2 separate regions of the Sus scrofa genome follow, and region 2 is linked to region 1. Evidence: chromatin contacts called from public HiChIP or PLAC-seq data. All regions are on one chromosome and are shown on one strand. Each heading gives the region's core, a stretch centred on a gene start, on an enhancer-like site or on the middle of the called end of the contact. The rest is flanking DNA. Distances are from core to core; before and after follow the strand shown.

What was found. HiChIP or PLAC-seq counts read pairs in DNA pulled down with a chosen protein or histone mark.
Region 2: an H3K27ac HiChIP or PLAC-seq map of alveolar macrophages shows a contact between it and region 1. The contact joins the promoter of RAB20 here to the enhancer-like site in region 1. A contact is called at or near these places in 1 of 5 promoter capture datasets (liver), 5 of 47 Hi-C or Micro-C datasets (blood, brain, liver and 2 more) and 1 of 2 datasets of contacts at active chromatin or transcription factors (alveolar macrophages).

Annotation. Positions count from the first base shown.
Region 1 is chr11:77,137,554-77,144,154 of Sscrofa11.1, forward strand. COL4A2 (collagen alpha-2(IV) chain) reads left to right here. Exons shown (of 48, transcript XM_021065909.1): 28 at 538-645; 29 at 3,575-3,796; 30 at 5,415-5,576. Among named protein-coding and RNA genes, the nearest start is that of RAB20, 48 kb to the right of the region's middle. Within about 2 kb of position 2,853, at least 1 of the 83 cell types and tissues checked has an H3K27ac peak or open chromatin away from gene starts, as enhancers often do. A contact at or near this core is called in alveolar macrophages, where this site is marked.
Region 2 is chr11:77,186,452-77,193,052 of Sscrofa11.1, forward strand. It overlaps RAB20 (ras-related protein Rab-20), which reads right to left and starts at 2,442. Exons shown (of 2, transcript XM_003482931.4): 1 at 1,977-2,442. The coding sequence starts at 2,148.

The sequences.
Region 1 (6,601 bases), core at 1,603-4,102:
GCACGTCCAGCCTTCCTCTGGGCGTCTGCATCTTCTGTTCCCCTCTCTCTTGCTCTTCCTCCGCCCCCTGCCTCCCTGACCCCGATGTCCTGAGCTCCCCAACGGGGGAGGGGCTCAGAGCGGCAGCAGGATGGCTTCCAGCAGCCACGAGGTGGGGGTGCGGGGGAGCCCGGCCCAAAATAGACACACGCTGGATGTGAGGGAAGAGGGACAGTGAACACGGTTTCACAGCAGGAAGTCGAGGAAGTCGTAGGTCAGTGAGACCGTGAGGTTGTGATGGGAGCTGAGATTCACCATTTCTGGTGTAGACTGACCCTCGTTTCCAGTGTAGACTGACCCTCTGTTTCTGGTGCAGACTGAGACGCAGCCCCGCCGGCTGTCAGAGGAGCTGTCTCGGGGCTGATGTCCCCCAGCCTCGTCCCTTCCCAGCTTCCTAAGAAACCACGTTTTTAAGTCAGGTGCCAGACCTGAGTCTCCAGTTCATCTCCTGCTGGGGGTTCCCCTCCGCTTCTGACCTGGTTTCTTTGGGTTATTTAGGTGCCAAGGGCCTCAGAGGGATCCCAGGGCCGTCGGGAGCTGATGGAGCCCCAGGGCTGAAGGGATTCCCGGGAGATCCAGGTCGCGAGGGATTCCCAGGACCCCCAGGTGAGTCAGGGCGGGACGCCCACTCAGCCCCTTCCGCCCAGCAAGTGACTGTGTGAGATGGTGGCCCCAGCACCACTGTCTTCTCACACTTGAAAACTGTTGGGGAGTTCTCCTGGGGTGCAGCAGTGAAGGATCCGGCATTGTCCCTGTAGCAGTTCGGGTCGTTGCTGTGACGCAGGTTCGATCCCTGGCCCAGGAATTTCCAGATGCCGCGAGCATAGCCAACAAGTAATGTATGTTCTTGGCTCTGGGAAACTAAAACATCACCCTCTGCAGCACGAAGGCTACGCTGGGGTCTTGCAGGACGAAGGCGGCAGCGAGATTTTTCTGTGTTTGATAGTAAACATTCTAAGGGCGCCTGGCGTCACCCTCTTCTGCGCCCTCATCATCCGCTCCCCATCTGCTCACTCACCACCGCCACGCAGGGAACACCTGGGATTCTGCGGTTCGTGGCGCTGTCTGCCCCCCGCAGGGTGCAGCTCCTCTGAGTGAACACTTTGCACCATTCCATCCACACTTGACCCAACAAGGCGTCCCGGAAGCCAATGATGCCCTCTTCGCCATGTGGGGAGGGAGATGAGCGAGCCTCTGTCACCGACTGGGGTGAAGAGTTGGGCGCACCTGCCTGGGTGTCCACCTGTTCTAGAACGCCCTTCAGTGACCCCAAACACAGCTGTCCCTCTGGGTCGCGGCCCAGAGCACGCCTGTGTCCCTGTGTGTGCAGAGGCCCAGGCCCCGGGGACTACATTGTCTGAGCAAAACCATGGAAGCCAGTGAGGTCCCCGAGGCAAACACCCCGCAGGCTCCCGCAGGTGTTCTTCCAGCCTCGTGGGGATCAGCCACCCGGCACTGTGAGACTTCGAAACTCTCTTCCTGCTAGAAAGTTCTTGCTTGGTTGGCATGAAATCTGCCTCCAGGAGGTTCTGCTCCATAACCACCCCCACACACGTCAGGACACCGCGGCCGCGTTCCCCCTGGCGCCTCGGGGACAGGCCGGCCGGACCCGGGGACGCAGACCTCGGTGCTGCAGGCCCGGTGCATGCAGACCCCTGGCACTCCTCCCACGCCCTCCGGCGGCTCAGCGATCCCTTCAAACCGAGGCCCCGGAACCCGAGAGAACCCTCCAGATCTCTGCACTGTGACACCAAAGAGTAGTTCCTTAGATTGAGACCGTTGAGCAAGTGTTTTCAGCAGAGACTCATTGAGTTTTGCCTCTTGCCTGTCCTGCCCTCGGGCAGCTGGTTTAATGCTAAACATACAGCTTGGCGTCCATCCTGATCGAGCGTCCAGGACTCAGCATCCCAGCCTGCAAACGCCGCTGCACACCTGAGCCTGGAGCCTTGCATGTCGGTCCATGATTTGCAGACTAGGAGCGGCTGCTCCCGTGACTGTTATCAAGGCCCAGAGAGCAGCAGAGCCAAGGCCCGGAGAGCAGCGAGGGGTGGTCTGCGCCCGCACGCGGAGGGGCGCACGGCATCATCTTGCGGCCAGGCCGGGGCCTTTGCAGGTAGAGCGCTGCCACTTGGCTGCCATCACACCTCCTAAAGCGAAGTGGGAATTGTCTGCGAAGATGCAGCTTCTTGAGACCTTCTCTCTGTGGCTCCGAAGCAATCACTTCCCTGCCTGGCCAGGCGGGCCCAGCCCGGGGAACTGCAGGGCCTGGGGAATGAGTGGGATGCGCCTCCTCGGAAAATTCCGGAAGGTCACTGTAGTCGAAGAAAGCCTGGTTTGTGGGGACACGCTGGCCCTTGAGAGAACAGGGCAGTGGGGAGACCAGAGGAAGGCGGGCGAGAGGAACCGAGGCCTCGCTTTTCCAAATGCACGTCACCTGTCCTAGCGGCAGAAGGACCGTCCATCCCAGCTCCGCGGGCAGCGGACAGAAAACGCCACCTTCAGAGTCCATCCCAGATGTAAGACCCGCACGCGCCGGGGCGGCCCGGTCCCCTGAGCAGTTCCGTCGCTTCCGTGAGAGCCTCTTCCTTCTCCCCTTCACATCATTAGACCCTGACACGGGGTCTGCCAGTGACACTCGGGTTAAGGCCAGAGCCGGTCAGTGCCCGGGACGGGCAGGAAGGCCTCCTCCCCACGCCCCCCACCAACCTTGGTGGCAGTGACCTCAGAAGCCTTTCCTTCTGGACAGACGTGTGACTGTCACTCTTGCAGTTCAGTCTGAGGTCACATCAGGGTGAGAGCCTGAGAGGGGAAGTGGTTTGAAGAGACCATTGCTGTGGTGTCCAGGCGTGGCCAGACCACCCTCCATCCGGACATGGTGGCAGTGGCGACAGGGAGGCTCGCTTCCCCTTCAGAGTTGTTCCAAACCGGCCGATGTCTGAGGATCCCGCTCCAGGACGGGGGATGGGAGGGGACAGAGTTGGGGCTCTGAGGGTCTGGTCACCCTCTCCTCCTGGGGTCCGTCCTCACCTCCTGGGGTCCGTCCTCACCTCCTGGGATCCGCCCTCACTTCTTGGTGTCTGTCCTCACCTCCTCGGGTCCGTCCTCACCTCCTGGGGTCCGCCCTTACCTGCTGGGGTCTGTCCTCGCCTCCTGGAATCTGCCCTCACCTCCTGGGGTCTGTCCTCATGTCCTGGGATCTGCCCTCACCTGCACACACAGCTTGGAAGCGATTCTGGGATTATTTGCGCAGCACAGGAGCCCACGAATGATGAAGGGTTCAGTCCAGGGAAAGTCGGTTCAGAGCGCTTGTCGACCTCCACTGCACCCTGGGCCTGGGGCCAGACGGCGCAGGGAGGCAGGAGGACAGCCTTGCGAGTGCTGTGGGTTCAGAGGCCAGCGATGGGGCCAGGGCTGGAGCCGGCTGCCCCACACAGACCCCTGCTGCCTCAGCCTCGTTCTGGTACCTCTCTTACGTGATGCCATGATGCCATGATGCTGACCTCTGATTATGGGGACGCCATGTGTTTCCTTCCAGGGTTTGTGGGGCCCCGAGGATCCAAAGGTGCAGTGGGCCCCCCCGGCCTGGACGGACTCCCAGGCCCCTCCGGCCTGCCAGGGCCAGTCGGACCCCCAGGGGACAAGGGCCTTCCTGGAGAAGTCCTGGGGGCCCAGCCGGGTTCCCGGGGAGACCCCGGACTGCCTGGACACCCCGGGCTGAAGGGCCCCCCAGGAGAGAGAGGAGCGCCTGGATTCAGAGGTAGGTCGCCACGGCGGGTGGGGAGGGGCCTGGCCACTGCCCCGCGCTCCCCAGGGGCTCAAAAAGCCCTCCGGGAGGTTTGGTGGGAACCCCGGGACTGTGCTTATGAGTCTCGTTGCTGCTTCTCCCGCTCGGTGCCAACCTTCCTTTGGAATGCTCTGGAATGGTGGCCATCATGCTGTGTCTACCGTCCGCCGCCAGGACAGGTGGCCGACTCAGCCCTTCCTCTAGTACAGTTAGCTGGTGTGCTGTCTCCAGGTCGGGGGGCGCCATCGTGGGGGGCTCACAGCTGCTTTCAGCAGAACACGTGGTGTGACGAAGGGCCCGCGGTGCTCGGTGGGGGTGGCGAGGAAGGCAGAGACGATCTGGGCGCGGCTTCCTCTGCGGGTGTGGAATTGAGGCGTGAAGAGTTCACAGCATCACCCACGTGCGTTTAGCAAAGCGGAAGACGCCCGTTGTTGGGCAAATAAGCAAGGCGTCCAAGGCTCTGAGCTTCCGGTTTATGCAAAACGGGCCCTGAGGACCCAGACGCCCGGCTCTGATGACACGGCCTGACCGACGAGCGGGTGGGGAGACGGCAGCCCATTAGGGGTCCCCGAAGATGCACCAGCTGCGGTGTGCGGACTGTCTGTTGTCATCAGCCCGGTGCCCGAGCCCCTCCGTCGGGGCTCCGCCCGGTGCAGGAAGTGATGTCTATACCCAAAGCCGCCAGGCCCGCAGGCGGCCTTCACAGGAGCCATGAGCCGTGAGGTGGGGACGCCTGGTTCTCGATGGGCAGGTGGACACCCCAGGCTGGGGAGCAAGTGTCCGTGTGCCCTGCCGGTCCCTTCTGCAGTCTGAGGGTAGAAGCCCTGCCCCAGCTCTTCTACAGAGGGTGCCTGTGGCAGCTTTTTAAAAAGTCAGAGTGTGGCAACAGCAAACGGCCTCAGGGTCCCTTTCAAGCCTGTGGCAGTTCCCCACGTTCAGTGTCACCGTAATGCCCAGCTGGTCTAGGCAGGATATTTTTGGTAAAAGCTTAGATTTCCAAAGCATCAGTTTGGAGAAACTGTTTTCATGTCCATCCGACCACCCCCGGCGGCAGCAGCGGGCAGACCAGGAAGTTACGCACGTCGCCACTTAATGTGCTTGAAAAGAGTACTTTCAAATGTGGCCAAATGCTCCCACTATAAATATCAAGTGAAAGAAAGCTAGATTAAAACTGCACTTAAGGAGTTCCCACTGTGGCACTCTGGGTTGAGGATCCAGAGTTGGGGCAGTTGGGGCATAGGTCGTAGATGTGGCTTGGATTCGATCCCTGACCAGGGAACTTCCATGTGCCATGGGTGCAGCTGAAAAAGGAAGGAAAAACCAACCTGCAGCTGAAGTGGGTGTCAGTTCTGCAAACATCTACGATCTAGGTGTAGTTACAGGAGCAGGAAAAAGGCCAGAAGGAAAGATACCGAGGTGTGAGTGCCTGTCTCGGGGCAAGAGCGTGAGCTTCCCACCTTTGTTTCACTTCTGTGCATTTTCCACGTCCCCCCCGCCAGAAAACCTGTCTTTGCAGAACAAGCCTGAGGCGGTAGGTGGTGCTGGCAGTGAGCTGGGGGCTTGTCCTCAGGTGTTGTCTCCTTTCCTGCAGGAAGCGAGGGGATGCCAGGAATGCCAGGCCTCAAGGGGCAGCCGGGCTTCCCAGGACCTTCGGGCCAGCCGGGCCTGCCCGGGCCGCCAGGACAGCACGGCTTCCCAGGAGCTCCGGGCCGGGAAGGGCCCTTGGGGCCGCCGGGCGCCCCAGGCTTTGGAGGTAAGGATCCCAGCTCCCTTCGAGGGGTGGGGCCTCCCTGTGCTCTCGGGGAACCAGCACCACCCCGGAGTCCTTGACTGTGCTCCAAGGAGCCCCCCTCAAGAGCTGCAGGGGGCCCGAAATACCGCCCGCGGCCTGGCCTAAATACAGAGTTCGTTCTCTCACGGTGTGGAGACTGAGGTCCCGCGGCAGGGTGGCAGCCGGGCCGGCCCCTCCCCAGGCCTCGTCCTTGGTGTGTAGACGGCCGTCTTCTCTCTGCGTCTCCAAGGGTCACCGTCATCCCTCTGTGTGTGCCAGCGTCCTACTCCCCTCTTCTTCTAAGGGCACCAGCCACACAGGCGAGGAGCCCCTCGCGGCCTCACTTAACTAACGGCCGTCGCCTCTGTAGAGGCCCCGCTCCGAGGGCACGCACATCCCAAGGTACCGGTTAGCACGCCAGCCTTTGCCTTCCCCAGGGACACGGTTCAGATGCTGACAGGTCCCCAGACAGGACATATGTGTCCCCGAAAAGGAGAATTCAGACAGCCTGAGACACACCCTGCTTCCCTTGTCCCTGCTGTACGCGCTGTGGTTCTAGGCAAGATTTCATCAGGAGGAAAAAAAAGAAGAAATTCCCATGGCAAACATTCAAACTTCTGCTCTGCTTCCAAGAGGCAAAATTATTTGTTTCCTGAAAGTGAAAGATGTGGACAAAAAAGGAAAAAGCGCCCTTTCGGGAACAGGACGGAGCGAGGGGTGCGGGAGCAGAGACGCAGACGCGCACGCCGGTGTCTGCTCGCTGGAGCCTTTGCAGGAGGCCGAGCGCTGTGCTCGGTGATGGGAGGGGCCAGACATCCATCAGGCACTGTCACGGTGACCCTAGTCTCATGTGCCGGAATCAGGTACAGCTCTGTCCAGGACCACAGCTCTGCCCACGCTAGGGACGCTGGGCCACACATAGATCAGACCTAAGCCAGGCGCTTCCCCGGGAGCGGCCTCCGCAGTGTCCCAAAGCTGGGCCTCCACTCAGCCTCGGCCAGATCCCC
Region 2 (6,601 bases), core at 1,192-3,691, 48 kb after region 1:
CCTGAATTCCTGTCTTGTAACCAAGGACAGCAGTGAGGTCCAACCGTTCATCCAAAGAAGCCTAAGGACCAGCCTCGTAAAAACAGGCAAAGTCTGGGTCGTGTTAACTTGATCTGGTTTCTAAAGCCCTCGTTCCATCATCACCAAACCCTTAGCACGGGAGAGTCAGCTTAAGCAAGGGACCTCGCAGGAACCTCCCTCTGCAGCCCGGAGGCGGAGAACGGAGCAGGGGAGGTACATCTGCACCCGGGAGATGCTGTTTTCACAGTGTGATTGCAAATTAATTAGTCAGGACGTTCACCAGCGCAGACAGAAAAGACAGCAACGGGCGGGGCGGGCCTCTGACAGTGGCCGTCATTAATTCAGTTTTAAACACAGGATGAGTTACATCTTGTTTATTCAGCAGACTGTGCGCCCGAGTCGGCAGTTTGAAAACTCTGGACAGGATCTTCTGGCATACATCTTACTTCTTAAAGTGCAGACATTTAAAAAGTCAGACCTTAAAGTTTCGGGCTTCCAGAAAGTCAAGTTCATTGAGAACAGGCCATACTATTTACAGTTTCTTTACTCGTGGTATCTTATTCCTTTCGTGGGGAAGGAAATATATTCTATTGTAACACCTCATGTCAGTGTAATTTTGTAGAGTTAAACTGTAAGCTTGAAGCAAGATCCTCCAGTAAACTGTGCTTTTGAAAAAGCACAAATATACCACACAATTACCTGCCTTAAAAATGCTTCTACAGGAGTTCCCGTCGTGGCGCAGTGGTTAACGAATCCGACTAGGAACCATGGGGTTGCGGGTTCGGTCCCTGCCCTTGCTCAGTGGGTTAACGATCCGGCGTTGCCGTGAGCTGTGGTGTAGGTTGCAGACGCGGCTCGGATCCCGCGTTGCTGTGGCTCTGGCGTAGGCCGGTGGCTACAGCTCCGATTCAACCCCTAGCCTGGGAACCTCCATATGCCGCGGGAGCGGCCCAAGAAATAGCAACAACAACAACAAAAAGACAAAAAAAAAAAAAAAAAAAAAAAAAATGCTTCTACAGAAAATCACTTCAAAAACCCCATAACGTCCATGAGCCTAGATCAAGCCAATGATAAGTGGGAAATGCAGATAAACTTGGCATTGAGGGAAGAGACCTCAGTTCTGCTTCCTATTTTCCTGCCTAAGCCCTCAGGGAATGTTGGGAGCTTCCGCTTTCTTTTCCTTTCGTCCTTTTTTTTTTTTTTTTTAAGGGCCACACTGGGGCATGTGGAAGTTCCCACGCTGGGGGTTGAATCGGAGCTGCAGGGCCGGCCTACGCTGCAGCCACACCAGATTGGAGCCACATCCGAGACCTACGCAGCAGCTTGCGGCAACACCAGATCCTTAACCCACTGAGCGAGGGCAGGGATCAAACCTGCGTCCTCATGGACACTAGTCTGGTTCTTGACCCCCTGAGCCACAACAGGAACTCCTGTTTTCTCTTTTGGAAGGAGATGTAATTATATCAGCACTGCTCACCCCTCAAGGTGGTTGTGGACAGCAGCTGAGCTCCTGTTGGTGGAAGGACTTAAATGCCTCGGGTTACCACTAGCTGTCTGGGCAGGGGTGCTCTGGAGCCAGATGCCCCTCGGGGAACACAAGTCACCAGCAGGTTCTCTTTGGAGCCAGGGGTGCTTTCCTGGATTGTCACTAAGATGTACCCAGTAGCTAAACGGCTGGTTTTCCAAAGAGCAAAGGGAAGTAGGAGTAGAAAGGGGCCAAGGGGGGCCCCACACTGTGACGAGGGGCCTGATCCCCAAGACTCAGTCACCTGCAGAGCAAGAGCAGGACCCCTGTGTGGGACAGGGGACACCTGCCCTGAGGGGAACTTGGCCCTCGGGCACCCCGCCCCAGGAGGGCCTGGCTCTGGGAGACCCCGCCCCCAGGAGACCCCGGGCCGTTCCCGACCTTGGCCCTGACAGCCGCTTCGCTCAGCTGGAAGCCCCTCGCCCCTCACCTGCAGTGTCCCAGATGGAGATGTTGTAGGAACGCCACTGCTTCAGGTAGAAGGCGCCGCCCACCGTGCTGACTGTGTCCGGGAAGCGCCGCTCCATGTACCTCTGCAGCAGCGACGTCTTGCCCACGTTCATGTCCCCCAAAAGCACGATCTTCCCGTCTGGCTTTCTCATTTTCCCGCAGGAGCCCCCCCCTTTTCCCGTGCCCTCTGCCCCCTGTGCCCGGGGCGCGGCAGGAGCAGCCAGGCTCCCCGAGAAGGCTCAAACTCGGAACTCGCGGAGACTAGGACTCGCGGGGACCCCGAACTCGTGGCGACCCTCCGGTCTGGACGCCTGGGAACGCGGAAGAGGAAGCGCGTGTCCGCGCTGGGAAGGAGCCGGGGACCCAGCCCGACGCCCACTCAAGGTGTCCAGACCGCGGCGGTCAGCACCAGGTCGGGGGCGCCCGGGCCCCGCCCCGCCCCGCCTCCAAGCCCCGCCCCGCCTCCAAGCCCCGCCCCCAAACCCCGCCCACCCAGCCTCCCGAGGCCCGGGCCCGCCCGCGCCCCGCCCCCGTGGACTTGGCCCTTTGGTCGGAAGGTGCTTTCTGCCTGGAAACCTTGGGCAGATTCGGACAGGTGGGAGCCCCGGCTCCCGGGGGCTCGAGCGAAGATGGAGACGGAGTCCCGGGAGGCGGGCCCCGGCTGGACGCCTCGCAGGGACGCGGCCCGGGCCTGCTGACCTTGGAGCCGAGAGTCCCGGCGGGGATGGGCCTCCAGCTCCCTCCCCCGCCCCAGGCTTCCCTCTGGGCCGGACGCGCGGAGTTTTCCAGAAGGGAGCGAATGTGGGACACCACCCTCCGACTGTCAAGGACTAGGAAGGAGCGGGGCTTGCTAGCGTCGTTTTGTTTTGTTCACTTGGGCAAGAAGCTCTTTTCTGAGACGTGAACAGCCGTCGCCACTCAAAACTTTGGAGGGGAAAGTCGACGTGGGCAGTTGCAATGACTGCCAAAGACATCTTTCCTCCTTTTGCTGATGGAGTGAACCTCGAAATGCTTCTTAACGTTCTCGGCGTGTGGGAGTTGGCATTTATTTGGGACAAGGGCGATGCCCTAGTCTGGACACCGGGAGGCGGTGTTTGCTGAAGCCGAGCGGTGTCCTGGGGTTCCGGGCGGAAGGGGAGTGGGGCGCCCTGAGCGGGGGAGGCATGAGGGCGTCTCAGCCGAGGAGGGCCGACCTTGAATATTCGGGGCTTTCTCTGCTTCGAGGCCTTCCCTGTTCCCTGTGGCCTACGCCCACGCCACGAGGCGGAACTCTGCCCACGGTTCCTGCCTCCGTCCCGCAGCACAAGCACCACCCTTCCCACGCCTTTCCGTCTCGGCCCTATCCTGCTTCATTTCTCAGGGCTCTCGAATAAAACCGCACTGTTTCATCTCTGTGCATCTCCCACTCTGGAAACTAAGCTCCATGAGGAAGGGACTTTTGTCTTCTGCTCACCACTCTGCCTGGTGGGGGTCGTCTCGCACAAAACAGCTGCTCAAGAAAGATTTGAGCCAGAACATGGTGGCTGAATTCACCATCCCGGTCTCAGCGGGCTCCGCACCTCCCTCCTGGGTCGTTCAAATTTCCCTGCGGACAGGGAGTGTGTTTTAACCAACCCTGGGTCTCTGCCCACCTTTCTGGGGAGCTCCCTCACTCAGTAAACAGGGGGATGATCCCACAAAGGCAGGTCAGTTGCTTCCTTTCTCGGGCATCTCTCAAGTGCTGAACTGAAACACAGCCCCAGCTCAATCAGGATGTGTTTTGTGTGTAGACAAAAGTGTTCATTAGCTGAATGTTGCCTCCACTCAAAACACTGGTGGCTTCTCATCAGGATTTCAGGGGCAAGGACAGTGCCAGCACATAGCCCAGTGCCTGGCATGTAGAATTCACTGAGCAAGTTCATTTAAAATTTTTTTTGCTTAATTGTCCAGCACTTTGGAAAACTAAATTTAACCAGGAGAATGTCCCCATATCAAATTCCAACCAGTCCTAAAAAAATGCCTTAAAAGACTGCTAGTTGTCTCAGTCCTCTTCAGGAAGCAGGACTGAAGAAGAAGTTAAAAGGTTGAAAGTCTGTTTAAACTATCCACTCATGTGCCAAGTTCAATGTTTATTCTGCCTGCATTTAAACCACTGGCCTAACAGGGTAATCCTTTTTCCAATTGCTTAGACAAGAAGTGCCCAAAGCCAAGAAAATCATGTAGTTCCTTTTTAAAACGATGCCAGCTGGAATTCCCCGTTGTGGCCCAGCAGTCAGGAACCTGACTAGTATACATGAGGATGCGGGTTCGAGCCCTGGCCTCGTTTAGTGGCTCAAAGGATCTGGCATGGCCACGAGCTGTGGCGTAGGTCACAGATGAGTCTCCACTCCTGAGTTGCTATGGCTATGATGTAGGCTGGCAGCTACAGCTCCAATTCTGTCCCCAGTCTGGGCATCTCCATATGCCGCAAGTGCATCCCTAAAAAGATTTTAAAAATAAATGAATAAGAAATAGGAAAATGTGGTTGCTTCTGTCGGATTTTGCAAAGTGGCCTGTCAGTTTATAGGTACTTTGATGTGAAACAATTGTACCTTTTAAACTACTCTCCTCTTTTCTTAAACAAACAAGCAACAAGCTCTGCCTCTCTACAGGTATTCGCTTAGCAGATAGGAATTGAGGCGCTAAGCTCCAAGCCCTGACCTAGGACTAGAGCAGTGAGAAAGACAGCCAACAAAAGAGACAAGCAAGGAGTTCCCACTGTGGCTTATCGGGTTAAGAATCTGACTAGAATCCTGGATGATGCAGGTTTGATCCCTGGTCCACTCAGTGGGTTCAAGGATCCGGCATGGCCACACGCTGCAGTGTAAGTCACAGACACATCTTGGATCTGGCGTAGCTGTGGCTGTGGCATAGACCAGCAGCTGTAGTTCTGATTTGACCCCTAGCCTGGGAACTGCCATATGCCGCAGGTGCAGCGCTAAAAAGAAAAAAAAAAAGCAAAACATGTAGTATCCTAGATGGTGATTAAATACTTGATGGAGAAAATCGGAGCAGAAGAGGTAGACAGAGATCGAGGCCTGGGGATGTCTGCAGGGTTGGATTTTCAGCAAGATGTCTGTGAAGATGAAGTTTCTGGAGCCCTGGAATGAGATCAAGAGTTAAACATGCCCCTACCTGGAGGAAGAAGGGTTCAGGTACGGAGAGCAGTGAGTGCAAAGGCCCTGAGGCAGAAGCCAGGGGGCCGGAGCGGCTGGAGCACAGCGCAGGGGAGCTGGCCACCAGGCCCACGAGGACGGGGGGCAGGTGGCCAGAGAAGGTCCTCAGGGCCTGGGGTCATGACAAGGGCTGCGTCTTGCATCTGAAAGAGGTGGCAGCGTGCCCGAGGCTTCTGAACGGAGGAGATCTGTCCTGACCCCACCTGCTGTGCTGATGTGGCCCTGGGGACATTGGTGACTGGGAGGTGAGTGGGTGTGAGGGCAGGCGTGAGTGTGCAGGTGTGAGTATGGGGTGTCCCGAGCTCGGCAGCCCCCGTGGGCCCCACTGCACGTCTCTGCTGACAGTAGAGAAGCCCTTTTCTCTGGGAACCAGTGGTCTCACCTGGGCGCTCCTGGAAGGAGGCCGCTCTTCTGCTTTCCTCTAAGCCTGGGCTCCTTAGCGTCTGGCCAGTCCCCCACTGTCCTAGTCAGGTCTTAGAACCTGGTTATAAGGAGGGCGTTGCTCAGGCTGGGCTCAGGGTCCCAAAGCCCTGGGCACCTGGGCACAGGCACTCCCTGACCCCACCTACAGCCACTGAGTCTGAATCACTGGGTGGGGAGTTCCCATTGTGGTTCAGCAGGTTAAGACCCTAACAGTGTCTGTGAGGATGCGGTTTCAATCCCTGGCCTCACTCACTCAGTGGGTTAAGGATCTGGTGTTGCCACAAGCTGCAGCATAGTTCTCAGATGCAACTTGGATCCAGGGTTGCTGTGGCTGATATGCCACAGATGCAGCTGCAGAACGAACAAACTCAGGGTGGGCCCACCATGCAGTTTTTCAAGCCCCCCCGTTGAGTCAGAGTGGCTCGAGCCTGACTGACACCCCTGCTCCGGGCTAACACCTGGGCTGATCTCACCAGAGACTCCCCCCCGCCCCCCAGCCGCCGCCGTCAGTCTTGGATCCACAGCCAGGCCCCCCACCTCTGTTCAAAGCAGGGCCCACCGACGGCCCCTCTCACACCGCCTCAGGCCTGGTGATCAACCTGCCTTCCTCCTTCCCTCTCATCTAATACTGGGTCTAACAGCTCCACTTCCTCTTGCGAAACCACGTAAACTTCCCCATCCAGAGAGAACAAGGAACTCTCGATCCGTCGCTTTCGATTTTTCAGTAATTGATCTAATTTTGAAAGTTTTTAAAACACTCTATGTGAAAGTCTTTTCTAAATTGTGCTGATCTGGAGTCCCCGTGGTGACTTAGCAGTAACGAAGCTGACAAGTCTCCACGAGGATGAGGGTCCGATCCCTGGCCCCCCTCAGTGGGTTAAGGATCTGGCGTTGCCATGAGCTGTGGTGGAGGTCACAGACGCGGCTCGGATCTGGCGTTGCCGTGGCCGTGGTGCAGGCCGGCAGCTGCAGCTCCAATTCGACCGGA